Regions from separate parts of the Mus musculus genome. Here region 2 is linked to region 1. A link is a contact called in public promoter capture Hi-C data. All regions are on one chromosome and are shown on one strand. Each heading gives the region's core, a stretch centred on a gene start, on an enhancer-like site or on the middle of the called end of the contact. The rest is flanking DNA. Distances are from core to core; before and after follow the strand shown. Region 1 holds the start of Mtrf1l (mitochondrial translational release factor 1-like). Region 2 holds the start of L3mbtl3 (L3MBTL3 histone methyl-lysine binding protein).

Evidence for each region. Promoter capture Hi-C pulls out the DNA fragments that hold promoters and counts their contacts.
Region 2: a contact with region 1 is called in a promoter capture Hi-C map of pre-B cells. The contact joins the promoter of L3mbtl3 here to the promoter of Mtrf1l in region 1. A contact is called at or near these places in 1 of 39 promoter capture datasets (pre-B cells) and 1 of 484 Hi-C or Micro-C datasets (CD4 T cells).

What each region holds. Positions count from the first base shown.
Region 1 is chr10:5,821,692-5,828,234 of GRCm38.p6, forward strand. It overlaps Mtrf1l (mitochondrial translational release factor 1-like), which reads right to left and starts at 2,252. Exons shown (of 7, transcript NM_175374.3): 1 at 1,835-2,252. The coding sequence starts at 2,072. Rgs17 (regulator of G-protein signaling 17) reads right to left here. Exons shown (of 5, transcript NM_019958.4): 5 at 3,972-6,543.
Region 2 is chr10:26,372,089-26,379,107 of GRCm38.p6, forward strand. It overlaps L3mbtl3 (L3MBTL3 histone methyl-lysine binding protein), which reads right to left and starts at 1,984. Exons shown (of 22, transcript NM_001359254.1): 1 at 1,613-1,984.

The DNA.
Region 1 (6,543 bases), core at 1,002-3,501:
CAGCCCTATTCCCACGGGTCTGCCAGTTCTTTCTGGAACTCATGGTTCTCTTCTCCCCTTCCCCCAGATATACTGCACTATGTACTCCTGCCTTGTTACTGTCTCTACATAGTTCCATCTGTAAGTACCTACTCTGATCTCTCTGACCATGCAGGCACAAGAGCTTTCTTCTATGTCAACAGTGAGCTTTCTCTTAACTAATGCCCTAGGTCTATAGAAACAATGCTAATCCTTCGTCTATCAGGTTGCCGTGGTTTGAATAGGAATGACTCCTATAGACGTGTGTGTGTGTGTGTGTGTGTGTGTGTGTGTGTGTGTGTGTATGCTTGGTCCATAGTAAGTGGAACTTTTGGGAGGTGTGGCCTTGGAAGAAGTAGGTCTCGGTGGGGGTGGTGGGCTTTGAGGTCTCAGATACTAAAACTATGCCCATGTGACACTCAGTCTCCTTCTGCTGCCTGTGAATCAGCTCCGTCTCCAGCACTGAGTCTGATGCATGCTGCCATGCTTCGCTTCTCCCCTTGAGGAGAATGGACTAAACCTCGGAATGTTTTCCTTGCTAACACAATGTTTCTCTTCTGTCACCATCTCCCATACCTATTCTACACTTCCACCATACAGGACTTCTCAAGCTGTACCTTCATCCATGTTGGTCACTTCTGCCTCCTAGCCCTTTCTCCGATCCCACCTAACCACCTCTTCCTTGACTTTAGCGATCCATTGTAAAGCTACTTTCTGCTTTTCAGCACTGCTTTTTATATTGAAATTAAAAGTCCTTACTCCTTATCTGTTTCCATTTTCGTGCATATGAGAGTACTCAAGCTTGCAGATGTGTGAGCACTCGTGAACGTGGAGCCAAGAGGTTGATCTCAGTAACCAACCTCAATCCCTCTTCCCACTTTCTTCGAGGCAGGGTCTCTGAATCAAGCCTTAAGTTCCCAAGTGTGTTCTACTCGGCAGACGTCTCTGGAGGCTTTAGGAACGCAGACACTTTGGAATCTCGAGGGAAACATGAATTTCCAGGTCTCGAGTTCTAACCATACAGTGCATCGCTCCTCTTGCACTGCAGTGTGCCAATGCCATACACTCACCTGCGGCTTTAGTTCCTCTGCTGGGACTAGCGAGTCTTTCCTGTGCAGCTGAGCTGCCAGTGTGAGACCCCAACTTACAGAGCATTTCTCCCTGGAAGGTAAAGAAAGCCCCTGGACGTTCCCCAAGCTTGCTTTCCCTGATCTCTAAAAATACAGCCAGAAAGAAGCTCTTTGTTCTCTATAGCCAGCAAAAAGCCTTTTTGTTTCTATACTTTACAACCAGAGATGCCTGCCTTCCTGTGCTGAGGACACGGAGATAAAAATTCAGAAAGAACTCACTACCCACTCCTGCCTTGTAAATTTCACCAAGGACACAGAAAAGAGAAGAACTCTCTTCCCAACTCCTCCCAACTCTTCCCAACTCTCCTCCCAACTCCTCCCAATTCCTCAGCTAGCTGTTAAAAGCCCCCTACTGCCACTGCTTGGGGTCGAACTCCCCTGCCCGGCACCGTCCTCAGCTAGCTGATAATAAAACCTCTTGCAGTTTGCATCAGGTGTGGTTTTCTCTCGGGTCACTGGGGTGCTGGCCAGCTCATCCCGGGACTTGAGCGGAGGCCTAGCTTCGGGGGTCTTACACCAGGAGGGGAGAGGAAGCAACCGAGAACCTTAGTGACTTCAGAGGACTAACTTGGCAGAGCACCTTGTCCAGGGACTGCTCTAGAGAGCCCAATGGAGGATTGTCAGAACCCTAGTGACAAGATCTGGAACGCAGATGGCTTCCGAACCCACTAGAGCGGGTGGCTTACCGTGCAGCAATGACTCCGTGTCCCGCAGCTCCCGCTCCTTCTCGCTCAGCAGTCGGGCGGCCGCGGCCAGCTGGGGGTACCCAGCGTCCAGACCACCGGCCTCCGAGCCCACGCGGCGCTCCAGGAAGGCCCGCAGGGGCCCGCCGCGGGCGAGGAGCTCCTCGGAAGGCGGCGGCGTGCGGCTGAAGGCGCGGCGGGCCCACAGGCGCCGGGCACCGCTCAGAAACCCGCTCCGCATCCTGGCTGGGCCGCCCACCTAGCAGAAAATATACAAACACTCTAGGAAGGTCTCCGATCCAGAAATGTTCTGCCGGAAATGTTACGAGAACTTCCGGCAAAGCGTAGTACAGCCTGGAGGTCCTCTAAAGTCAAAAGGCAAGCGGGCAGGGAGGTCTGGACGCGTTTGCCCCGCCTCCAACCCGAGCGCCGAAGTCTCCGCCCTACCCCAGGGGAGGGGCTCCGGATTCTCAGCTCCTCCTCCAAATGGGACAGGTCTGGGGCCTCAGCCCGCCCCCCTCAGGGCGGAGCTCCACCGTCTCAGCCCCGCCTCCACGGGGGCGTGGAAACCACCCACGCCTGACTCCCACTTCTAGTGGGCGAGCTCTGCTGCCTAGGCGTGACCTTGAGATAGCGAGTGCCTCCAATGCCTCAGCCCCGCCTTGAGACAGAACTTCACCTCCTCAGACCGGCCTCTAGGGAAGAGCTCCAATGCCTCAGCTCCGCTTCCTCGGCCCCGCCCTCCAAAGGAAACTCCAAAAGCGCGGCTCCGCCTCCTCAGCCCTGTTCTCTAGGGAAGGAGCTTTAACGCCTCAGTCCCGCCTTCTCGGGTCGGCTCCTGGAGGAAGCGCTTCCTCCGCCTCGTCTCTCAGGGTGGAGCTCCACCTAGTTCCGCCTACAGGCTGAACTCAGAAGCCTCACCTCCAGACCAACTCTGAAGCCTCGACTCCGCCCTCAGGCCGAGTTTGGCTGCTCCCCAAGACCTGTTCCCCAGCGAGCCAGGCTGGAGTGAACAGCAGGTGTCTGCAGTCTGAAGGTGAAGGTTTGCTTCTCAAGGCTGTGAGACTTAAGGATAGTCAAGCGACCAGCAGGCACAGAGTCCACAGCCACAGAAGTCATCTATCTCCAGTCTCTAAGGCTTAATTATAGGGTGGTCATCTGACATAGGTTCCTTTCAAGGACAGGCATATCCTACTAAACCTCCCAGGGACGCTACAAAATCTGTTTTCCTATCGTCACCCACCACACCAAGCACTAGGTTTCTCCGTTTCCTGCCTCACATTCTGATTCACTCAATCCGACTCTCCATTGCTCTCTCACTTTCTTGCTGTTGCTCCCTCCTCCTCCATATCCAAGTTAAAACTAACAAACTACAACACAATGAAGCATTTTAAAACTTTCCTCATTCTGCTCTGAAGTTGTAACTCTCGGGGAGTACTTGCTTACCTTGCTCAAGGCTGTCTGCAGCCCTGCAATTAAAAAAAGAAAGAGAGAAAAATCAAAGGCCTCCCTCTAGTGGACATCCACCCTCCTGACTACTAACTTATGTATTTGCAATTCAAAAGACTTAACCACTGCCTACCAGAGAAGTGGGTAACAGGATGTGAATAAACCAGACAAGCCACTCCTGAGGATGCAGAATTTGAAGCTTAGTCTACTTGCGAATTCTACTGGATTACTAGCTGTTTTTTGGACCATGGTGGTTCACTGCTGATCAAACTGTTCTCTGTTTAGAATCAAATGGGTACTCTTACCATTAACACTAATCAAAATTACTAATTTCAAGATTATATAAAATGAATTTTGCATCCTATCTAATCAATCCTTAGCATCACATACAAGGGCACTGGCATGAAGAAATGAAGCGGCTCTTCAAGTGATAGCAAGGAGCTCCAGCGCCTCAAATGTCCCTTCCCTTTTGGCACCCAGGTGACACGATATGCAAATGTTTAGCTATAAGATAGAGGTTGAGACCCGTTTTGTTTTGATTCTGACCCGAGTATAGAAAAGAATTGTGGTGTGTTTTCTATCTCTACCAGGAAAAGTTATTTCTAACCCTAAACTCATTTTGAAATAAATGGTGAGGTACTTTGATTTTAGTGTGAGAAATCCCTCCACTGCACTTTTAAGACACCAGCAATTTCAAGAACATATTTTATTTCTTATAAAAAGGTACTCTAATGTTACATAACAATGTGAAGACTCCACCCAGAAGTTGTTATACTCAGATAAGCATTACACCAATAAGCAAACAATAACTTGTCTAAGGATACATGGGAGAATTCTTTATTAGTTCAAAACATGTTAAGAAAATCAGGTAATGCATATGCATTTTACAGTAATACCCATAAATGCCACAATATAGTCAAATGAAAACACCTATTATTTGATTTCCTTTGAAAACTCAGACATATTTAGAGACTTCTGTATTTTCTTACAGTATTGTCATGCTCAAGTCTATTACATGGTAAAAACTGTAGCACTTTCAGGAAGTCTACTATTGTACATAGGGAAATGATGAAATCTGTTCAATGGAAGAAAAACCCAGACAAACTTGAGCTGCAAGGAAAAGAATCTGGAGTATCTATTCAACTATGAGTACCCACAGGTATTTTGGTATTATAAAATAGCCAAGCAGGGCTACTCTTATATTCATGTACTCGGAACCTTTTTGTGGTCCACTAATAAATATATTGATAGAATACAAAATATGGAAATAGATCACTAAATAGAATGAGCATGAAAGTAAGAAATTATACATGTTCAAAATGATGTATTTCACAGAATCAAATTCATTAAAATACTTTTTTTTAGTATTTTGCAAACTCTTTAAAAACACACACAAGAAACACTATGACAAACGGGTTAAAGCTTGAGGAACAACATCAAATTTTCTATACTTCAGCATTGTATACATTGCTCAGGGGATGGTATATAGGAAGGCATTAAACACGAGTAATAAATAACCTCTTGCTAAAATCTTCAAATCCAGCATGTGTGCAGGAACTAGATAAGTATGCAGGGTGCTTCAGGGAAGAGAGAACAGTTGCACTTTTATTAGGTAGATAGCCAAGCTAACACTGCTTCGGACTTATTTCACTTCTTAATCCATTGCATTTTCTTTATAGTATTTATTAGTAATCCTTTAATGGAGCCTAGTATTCATGCTAAGAAATTGGCCAGAGTTGTTTTTATGGGGGGTGGGGTTGGTTGTTTTTCTTGCTCAATGTAAATGCAGGGTCTAGTTCCCTCTAAGACACCTTTGCATGTGGATCACTTGGCAGCAGAGGCTGTACCCAACAGGCAATGCTTAAATCAGGTGACAGGGCGAACAGCAACAGCAATAGGAAGGAGGAGCCCAAAGCAAGAGTACTTACCCTAGTGGCAAGTAGATATCATGTAATAAGGTTGGCTATTCGGGGCTGGACAGGTGGCTCAACAGTTAAGAGAACCGAAGACCCTGATTCAGTACCCAGAACCCATATGGAGGCTTAAGACCATCTGTTGCTCCAATTCCAGAGGACTCTTCTGGCCTCAAGTGCTGCACACATGTGGTCACATACATACATGCAGACAAAGCACTCAATCACATAAAATAAAAACAAATATTTATGATAGAAAGAACAGAATAACATTATTCCTTTCAGAAACTAAAAACAAACAAACAAAAACAAAAAAAAAATCCCCACTCATATAAACAGGAGAAGTCTTGACAAACCCCACCCTGCAGAGCGATGCTCTGTAAAATAGACATCACTTCCACTCACAACTGTCAAGGTTTTGAAAAAACAAGACCATTTAGAGAGAGTCACAGCTGAAAGAAACACAAAGAGAGGAAACAACAGGAGGTCGTGTGGTTACAGGATGGGAAGGGCAGAGAAGGCAAGAGGTGAAGGATGATGATGGAGTGGAACACAGACTCGATGGGTCAATTTTAGTTATTATTTGGGAAAATTGCTTCCCAGACACATAGAACACATGAGGGCATTTACTGCCTCATCATTTTGCTATAAAGCTGAAAATATTCAAAAGTTTGGTGAAACTGTTAATGAACACTTAGCCACTTGTATTCATCTTTCTATTCATAGTTTCATGATAGAATCGACAAAGTCACACTAATATTGAAGGGATTATTTTCGAATCATGATTTATGACATTGCTTTCAGCTCTGTTGCCCACTGGCATACTTGGCATACTGGTAACTAACTTGATTCTATAGTATTCCCACCCACAGGGATGGTCATTTTATTGCCTATGTCTCCATCTTTGAGTGTGTATTTCTGTATGTGTGTGTGTGGTGTGTGTGGATGTTTCGATGTGTCTGTGTGTATGTGTGCTTGTGCATGTGTCTGTGGGCGGCATAACTGTATGTCTGTGTCTGTGTGTATATGTGTCTCTGTATGCATGTGTGTGTGTGTGTGTGTGTGTGTATGGTGTTTGTCCATACCTATGCACATTTTAAAGTTTCAAGTATGTTTAAAAAAAAATAAGCAAAGAAAGTAGAAGGCCCTGGGAAAGGCAGTGAGGAACAAATGAGAAGAAGATATCATGAGACACTGGTATGAAAATGTCATGATGAACCCTCTTTGTGTGCTAACCTAAACTTTCCAAGGAAACACGAGGAGAGAATACAGTGAAATGACACCAACTACAGACCTTCCAAAAAATGTTATTGTTACTAGGCTGAAGAACTCCGGTCAATTATTATATGC
Region 2 (7,019 bases), core at 734-3,233, about 21 Mb after region 1:
TCCATAATATACAATTCAAACTCAACACCCATCACACCACACTGCACTGTGTATTCAAATTAACTAGGTACATGTAAGGTGAAATTAATTTTAATCACTCACATCATTCCCGTACTCTAAACCACATAATAAAAATTCCCATTGTAAATAAGACTGTTACCCAAGCACCAGGAGGGAAATACAAATTCAACTCCAGCCTGAGCTACATAGATGGATGGACCCTGTCTCTTTCACTGTGACGGACAGGTGGTAATTACAAGAATGATTCTATACAACCTTAATCCCTCCTGTTTTTATCCTTAAAATTCAATGTTTTTTTTTTAAATACAGAATACACACTGGGAAATAGTTATGTAACCCATGCATATATAAAGTGGTTTAAATCGTAAATTATACAAAGTATACTGAAATAAATGTTTTTACTCAGTGAATCAAAATTACACCGTTACGAGAAGATACTATGTATTTTATGAGTATATATTATGTAAGTTTATACGTAAATTGTTGAATAATTTGTTAGCCTGAGATTATATGCATCAGAGACACATACAAAATGATCAGTTCATATAAAAGCTAATTTCAGGTTTGTTTTTTTTTCAGTTTTTTGCAAAGTGCTAAGCACAGGTTTCATTTTGACTTTTCCTTAACATTCCGAATTAAGCTACCTGCTATGAGTCGTAAGAGGGGAAATAAAAAAAAAAAAAAACGGAGGTACAGATGATGGTAAACAGAAGACAAACTTTCTTATCTAGGGAGTGTCAATCTCAAATCTCAGAATAAAAAGCTTTGGTTTTCTTACTGTATGCAAGAAAGGATGGAAATCACAGGGTCCGCAAGCTTAGACGTCATTGTTCTCTGATTTACAAAACTTCTATTTCGGACTAGCATCCTTTCTCACATCTGGCTGCAACTCAGGTCTTCTAATTACTTCCACGTCTAAACGGACTGCATGTAGCTACAAGTAAAGGCCAAACTTTGGTCTTGTCTCTCGAACTTAAGATGCGTTTAACCACTAGAGGTCCCCCCTTGGCCAGTTTTGCAGGCTCACTATTTTGCTGCACTTGAAACTTTCCGGCTCTCTACTCGAGTCAGTGTTTTTCTAAAAACTTGCGCAAAAATCCACGCAACCGAGGTAGCCAGTACAGAGCTTCCCGGGCTCCCCACACCAATAAAGGCATCATAACCAACCACCTACGAAAATTGAAATGAAAATTCAACTCACTCATCCCAGGCGACGCACCTCCCCCCCCCCCCCACACACACACACACTCAAACCGGTTTCTTATTTCTCGTCTCAGTTTCCCTTAACTTAGAACAATTCTTTAACATCTATTTTTGTTCCTGGGCACTTTGGATGATCTTAAATGCATGCTTTTGGCGGTAGCCCCAAGGTGGCAAAGGAGCGGGCCAAGGGATGCAGAAGGCGGGGGGGATGGGCCCAGCAAACTGCGCCCGAGAAAGTTGCATAAGGAAAGAGACTCCGTTTTTCGGGTCCCCCCCCCCTAAAAAAACAAAAAAAAGAAGAAAAATAAATCAGCGGGGAAAGGAGAGGAAAAGGAAGCTGGGCGGTGGCTGCAGGAGGACAGAGAAGGAAAAACCAAAGCGAGTTTACCTTCGTGTCCCCGTGGAAGGGTGGGGCAAGAGCCCTGACCCACGCGACCCGGCAGTGCGGCTGGATCTCCCACCCGTTTGGTCGGAGCGCGGACGGACAGACAGACACCACGGCCGGACGCGAAGAAAGCCGCCACGCTGGTCAACTTTCTCTCACGGCCCCGCGGTGGGCCGTGATCGGATCAGATCCGATCGTGAGGTTCGGGTCCTAGAAACCCCCACACACATGCACTTTTTTGCCTTTTGGATTTTTTTTTCCTTTTCTCTTTTTCCCTTTTTCTATTCTCCCAAGAAGGCGATTAAAGTTTTCCCTCCGCCAGTGCGCCCCTGGCCCCGCCGCTCTCAAGTTTGCCTCCTCCTCCGGCCGGCGGCTGGCTGGCTGGCGGGGCGCGCGGCGGATGCCTCCGCTCCTGCGCTTCCCGATCCCCACCCCCGCCGGCCTCTACTTCCCCCGCCCCGCCGCCGCTGCGCGAGGCCGGCCCCGCCGGGCCCAGGACGCGAGCGTGGACCAGACAGTAGCCCATGAGCGCAGATCGGCGCACGCACGGGTGGCGAGGCGGACCCCGGCCGCCGGCCTCGGCCACCCGGGGCGGCGGTAAACAAGTTGCAGGCTCCACGGCCCCCGCCGCAGCCCGCCACCGCCTCGCCTCGCCTCGCTCGCACGCCCGCGCCCGCACCGGCGGCGCTGCGCGGAGAAGATCGCCGCGACGGTGCGGGTGCCCGGCCCGGCCCCGCGTCCTCCACCCCGCGGGGACGGCAGTGTCGAGCCCGCGCCGCCGCGTTCCCTAAAAGCACTTTCCTGCTTCCAGCAGGAGGAAAAAAAAAAAAAAAATCCAGCGGAGGCTTTATTTCTTTCTTCTTCTTCTTCTTCTTTTTTTTTTTCCGTGCAACTTTCCCAAAATGGCGGAAATTGGAGGCGATCTCTAGGAAATTCTCCCACAGTCGGCGGCGGGGAGCGGGGAGGTGGCGAGCGGGGAGAGCACACACGCAAACTCTCGGCCGCCGGCCCCGCCGCGGCTCGGGTGTGCGTGCGGGTGCGGGTGCGTGTGCGCGGTGCGAGTCGCGGAGGGAGGCCTCTCGGCGCGCGCTCACACTCACACCGACACACACTCACCGACACATACACAGACACACACAGCCACAGAGACACACACTCACACACACATACACACACACACACATACACACTCACACACATACACACACACACACACACACACACACACACACACACACGGCCGCGCCAGCGAGACGCGCCTCTGCCACATTCAACCAGTCGGTTCTCCGCAGCCGAGCTGGCTGGCGAGCAAAGTGGCCCGGCCTCTTTTCCCACTGCCTCGGTCTCCCGTACTTGGACTTGTCGCGCTCGCCCGCCCGCCCGCTCGCTCGCCCGCCCGCCCGCTCGCTCACCCGGTGCGCGCTCGGCACAAAGGCCACACGGGCGGAGGGGGCCGCAGGGGCGGCGCGCCGGGGCTCGCGTCCTCCCGCCGCCGCACCGATCGTGCCCGCGGTCCCCTCCCGAAGCCGCCCCCTCCCCCCCTTAGGCTCAGGCCGACCGCGCTCGGCGCCCCCGGGGAGGCTGCGGCTCCGCCGCGTTTCCCCCCCACCGCCGCCCCGGACTCGCAGCCCCGCGGTGCCGCGCTCCCCCCCCCCCCCCCAGCGCCGCCACCCAGCACCCGGTGTCAAAAAAGCGACCAAAGTGACAAGCTCCGGGCGGGGGGAGGGGGCCCACACGCATCCCGCTGCCTGCGCGCGGGCGACGGCCGAACGCGGCCGCCTTGGCCCGCTCCCTTCCGCACGGCCCCCCACACCCTTCCCCGTGTGCGCGCAAAGGAGGAAAAAATACAAGTCTCTCCTCCCCCCATTTTTTCCTTTCTCTTTTCTCGCTCTTTTGTTCCTCTTTCGCACTCGCACTCACTACTTCAGAGTGAGATGCCCACAGACTCCCCCTCCAGCCGCTTCCGAGTCACTTGCCCACTTTTTTTCCCCGGGATTAAGTTTTCTCCTCTTTCCCAGAGGCGCAGAGAAGTGGGGGAGAAACCCCTTCTTTCCTTCCCCTCCCCTGATCTCTTTCCCAAGACGAGGGTGCGCTTCCTTCCCTCTCTAGGTCTCAGAACTTTCATCCTCACCCAGAAAAAAATCAATGAATGGCTCTGGCGCAGGCTGATCTGCAGATTAATTAGAGATTAGATCTGATCAAGCGCTCCTTACCCCCAAATTTTCTCTCTTTTTTTTTTCTCCGTCTCACGAGTAGTCCTGACAAATGGTCCAGGGCTGCGGGCGCAGTGCGCATGTGCGCGTAGAGTCAGGGCTGGGGAGAGGGGAAACTGCGCTGGTGCCGGTGCCGCCGCCGCCGCCGCTGCCGAGGAGGCTCGCACTGCCTTCCCTCTGACTGCTGCTGCGCCTTCGCCGCTGGAAAGCCGCGATTGAGCGGCTCGGCCGCCTCGGCCGCCCGCACACAACTGCTTCAGGTGCATCTCTCCGCGATCCTTGTCGCTGCTCCGAGCTGCTTCAAAGAACGGCCCAAACAAATGTGAAAGACCGAGAAGGTTATAGATTTCTTTGTCTGCTTTTGCACTTTACTTTTTTTCTACAGCAATTTGCAGAGCAGCGAATCCACCATGTGCTGCTTAAACGTGTGCATTCAGCCATTAAAGAGTGGGCCCTGGACTTACACCACTGCTACCAGGGGCTAGATCCATGCCACAGGTCAAGAATAAAATGGGAAATAAAGTTCTTCGCTTGTACAGAGTTTCATTTGCCCTTTTCGGGACTGGAAGAATGCATAATAAAGTCTGAAACTTGCGCGTTCTTTCCGCATCCTAAATGAGATTTGTATTGACAGCTTCTGTGGGTTAGGCCTCTGTTGTAAGGGATGCTGGGAGTTCTACCTCAACTTAGAAATCCCTGGTAGAGTGCCTAGGCAATAAGAGAGGACTGCCCGCTTAATGTACTCAGTCAAGATGGCTGAGCTGCTTAAATAGCAAACCCTGCCTTTGTCAGTTCGTCAAATCTGAATCAAGCCATTATTGTATTTGATATTGGCAGTTTTCTGTTTACGGACTGCAAGCTGACTTCGGGGGAGTTTACAGTTCCTCTTTTCTACAAGGTTCAGGGGAGGGAGGGGGCAGACAAGATAATTCAAAGTAATTAAACTTGTGATAAATACTTCAGGCCAACAGGAGAGTTTGCTGTGAAAGGAAAAAAGCACTAACGCAAGCCCTGCACTTCTTCGAAAGGGAAAGCAGTGGGGAAGTAAAGGAGGATCCGCCCCCAGCCTGGACTGTTTGCTTTGCATCTAATAAAGGGTACAGGGGCCTTTCCCTGCTACTGTTGCCTGAGGCCTAGGACTTAAATATATATCACAGATGGAAATTCCATATTAAAAAGCCTTCCTCCAAAATGTAAGATTATTCTTGATTAAAATTTTTTTTTCACTTAAGGAATGGTCCTTGCACTAGTTTCAGAAAATAGACTCTTAAATTCTCTCTTCAGGCCCGTGAAATTGCCGCAGAGAAGCAGACCATCTATTGCTTCCATTACTGTAGAGGCCAGCTCTCAAACCCCAAATCGAGGCATGTGACTTGCCATGTGTTTCAGAACTCAGGTGCTAACTCACAGTGCAGTTTAGATGAGTTCATAAAATAAGCTTCGTGCATTGGGCAGCAAGCAGCTTAGGGGTGTGCAACAGAGAAGGTCCAGTTAGTGAGAGCTCAGATAAGCTCAGACCACCACCTCAGGACTGATTTCACGCATTATGTTTAACCTGCTTCCGGGTTGTGCCAGGACGACTTCATTAGCAGACAGTAATTTCAGCTTCCGGCCTTTTCTCCCCAACTCTTGAATAACAAAATGTGAAATGTCCAAAGGCAGGCTACAGGAGAAAGAAAGAGAGGCCACGAGTTTTGTTTTAACCTAAGACCCTGCCCTAAGAAAATCAAAATTAACTTCAAATTCTTCTTTCTAAAAAAATCTCTCAGTCATTTACTAGATATTTTAGGTGAGATTTCTATTGTGTTTGTGTTTTCATAGACATTAATTCATAATTTTAAAAATTATGTTTTTTTTGGGTTGTTTCTCTTTGGTTTTTGGTATAGGATCTTATACTGCAACCAAGATTGGCCTGAGATTCACAACAGTCCTTCCAACTCAGCTTCCTAAGTGCTGGGATAGTAAGTATTTGCTGTCATGCTCACCCACTACCTCCTGCAAGATACCTGAAAGGAAGAGATGACCAAATGTAACATTAGGAACAACTATGTTAAGTAGTAAATACCACTGTAGCAAGAAGAACTGAGGACTTTCGGTAGCAGTAAGGATGCACATGCAGGATGTGCACTGACCCACTATCCCAGAAGAGTCTACAGAGGACAGCCAATCAGAGAAGGCCTAATAATGCTAAGGGTTTAAAGAGCATGCCTTGCATAGAAACTGCCCTGGACAAGGGTCTGTCAGAAATAGCCGTGACTCGAGGTTTGATACAATACAGACAATGTACCTCTGCTTCAGAACTCACTATGAAAACTTCATCTCCAGGTGTTGCTAAAACGTGGCCCAAGATGGAGATACTAAAGATCTTGAAGTCCTGTAAGATTAAGGACTTTAAAATCTGCTATAAAAATAATTTATTTTTTTTTCCTTAAATACCACCATCACAGACAAAAAGGCTGTTAAACTCTAGATAACAATTTTGTAAATCGTTACTGCCATCAGTACATTGGACCCCTTGTTCCTCAAAGAAATAACGTGGTAATAGAAACTTCTTTACCTGCCTTCCACCTTCTACCTACCATTAGCTGGTGAATGATTTATGATTCTGGTCAACACCGCTTAACTCTCTCTCTCTCCCTTGTGTCTTTCTCCCTGCCTCACCCCACAAGATGTAAATACCCAACACATTCTTCAGATAGGCCTACTGCTCCCTGACATCCCAAACAAGGGGATTACCATAGTTCCTTATTTGTCTTTGTAGTTTTATATCAAATGTACCTACCCTTCAAATATACACTCCTCGATATCTTGAAGTCCAAGCAATGTTTACGTGGGAGACATTTTAAACAAACTGTAGCACTCACTCATCAAAGACATTTTGAGGCTTCTCAAGAGCTCCCAAGTGAAGGTCCCTCAAAGCATCTGAGTTTGCATACTGTACTTGCCTCTCTCCATGAACTTCCAAGTTAGATCCGTTCACTCCCTGTCCCTAAACACTTAGCCTTTTAGGACACAGGCCTTTGGTAGATGGATGACCTCAGCCATGAGCCTGTCCCCATCTCCCCAAGTTTAAAGATGCCCAAGAGTGACATCCAATAGATGTGTGTTCTCTCCTGCTTGTACTACAACTGCCAGAAAACCCTGTGCAGGCCCATTCACACTTTGGGGCTTCCATTCTCTCCTCTGTTTGACAATGA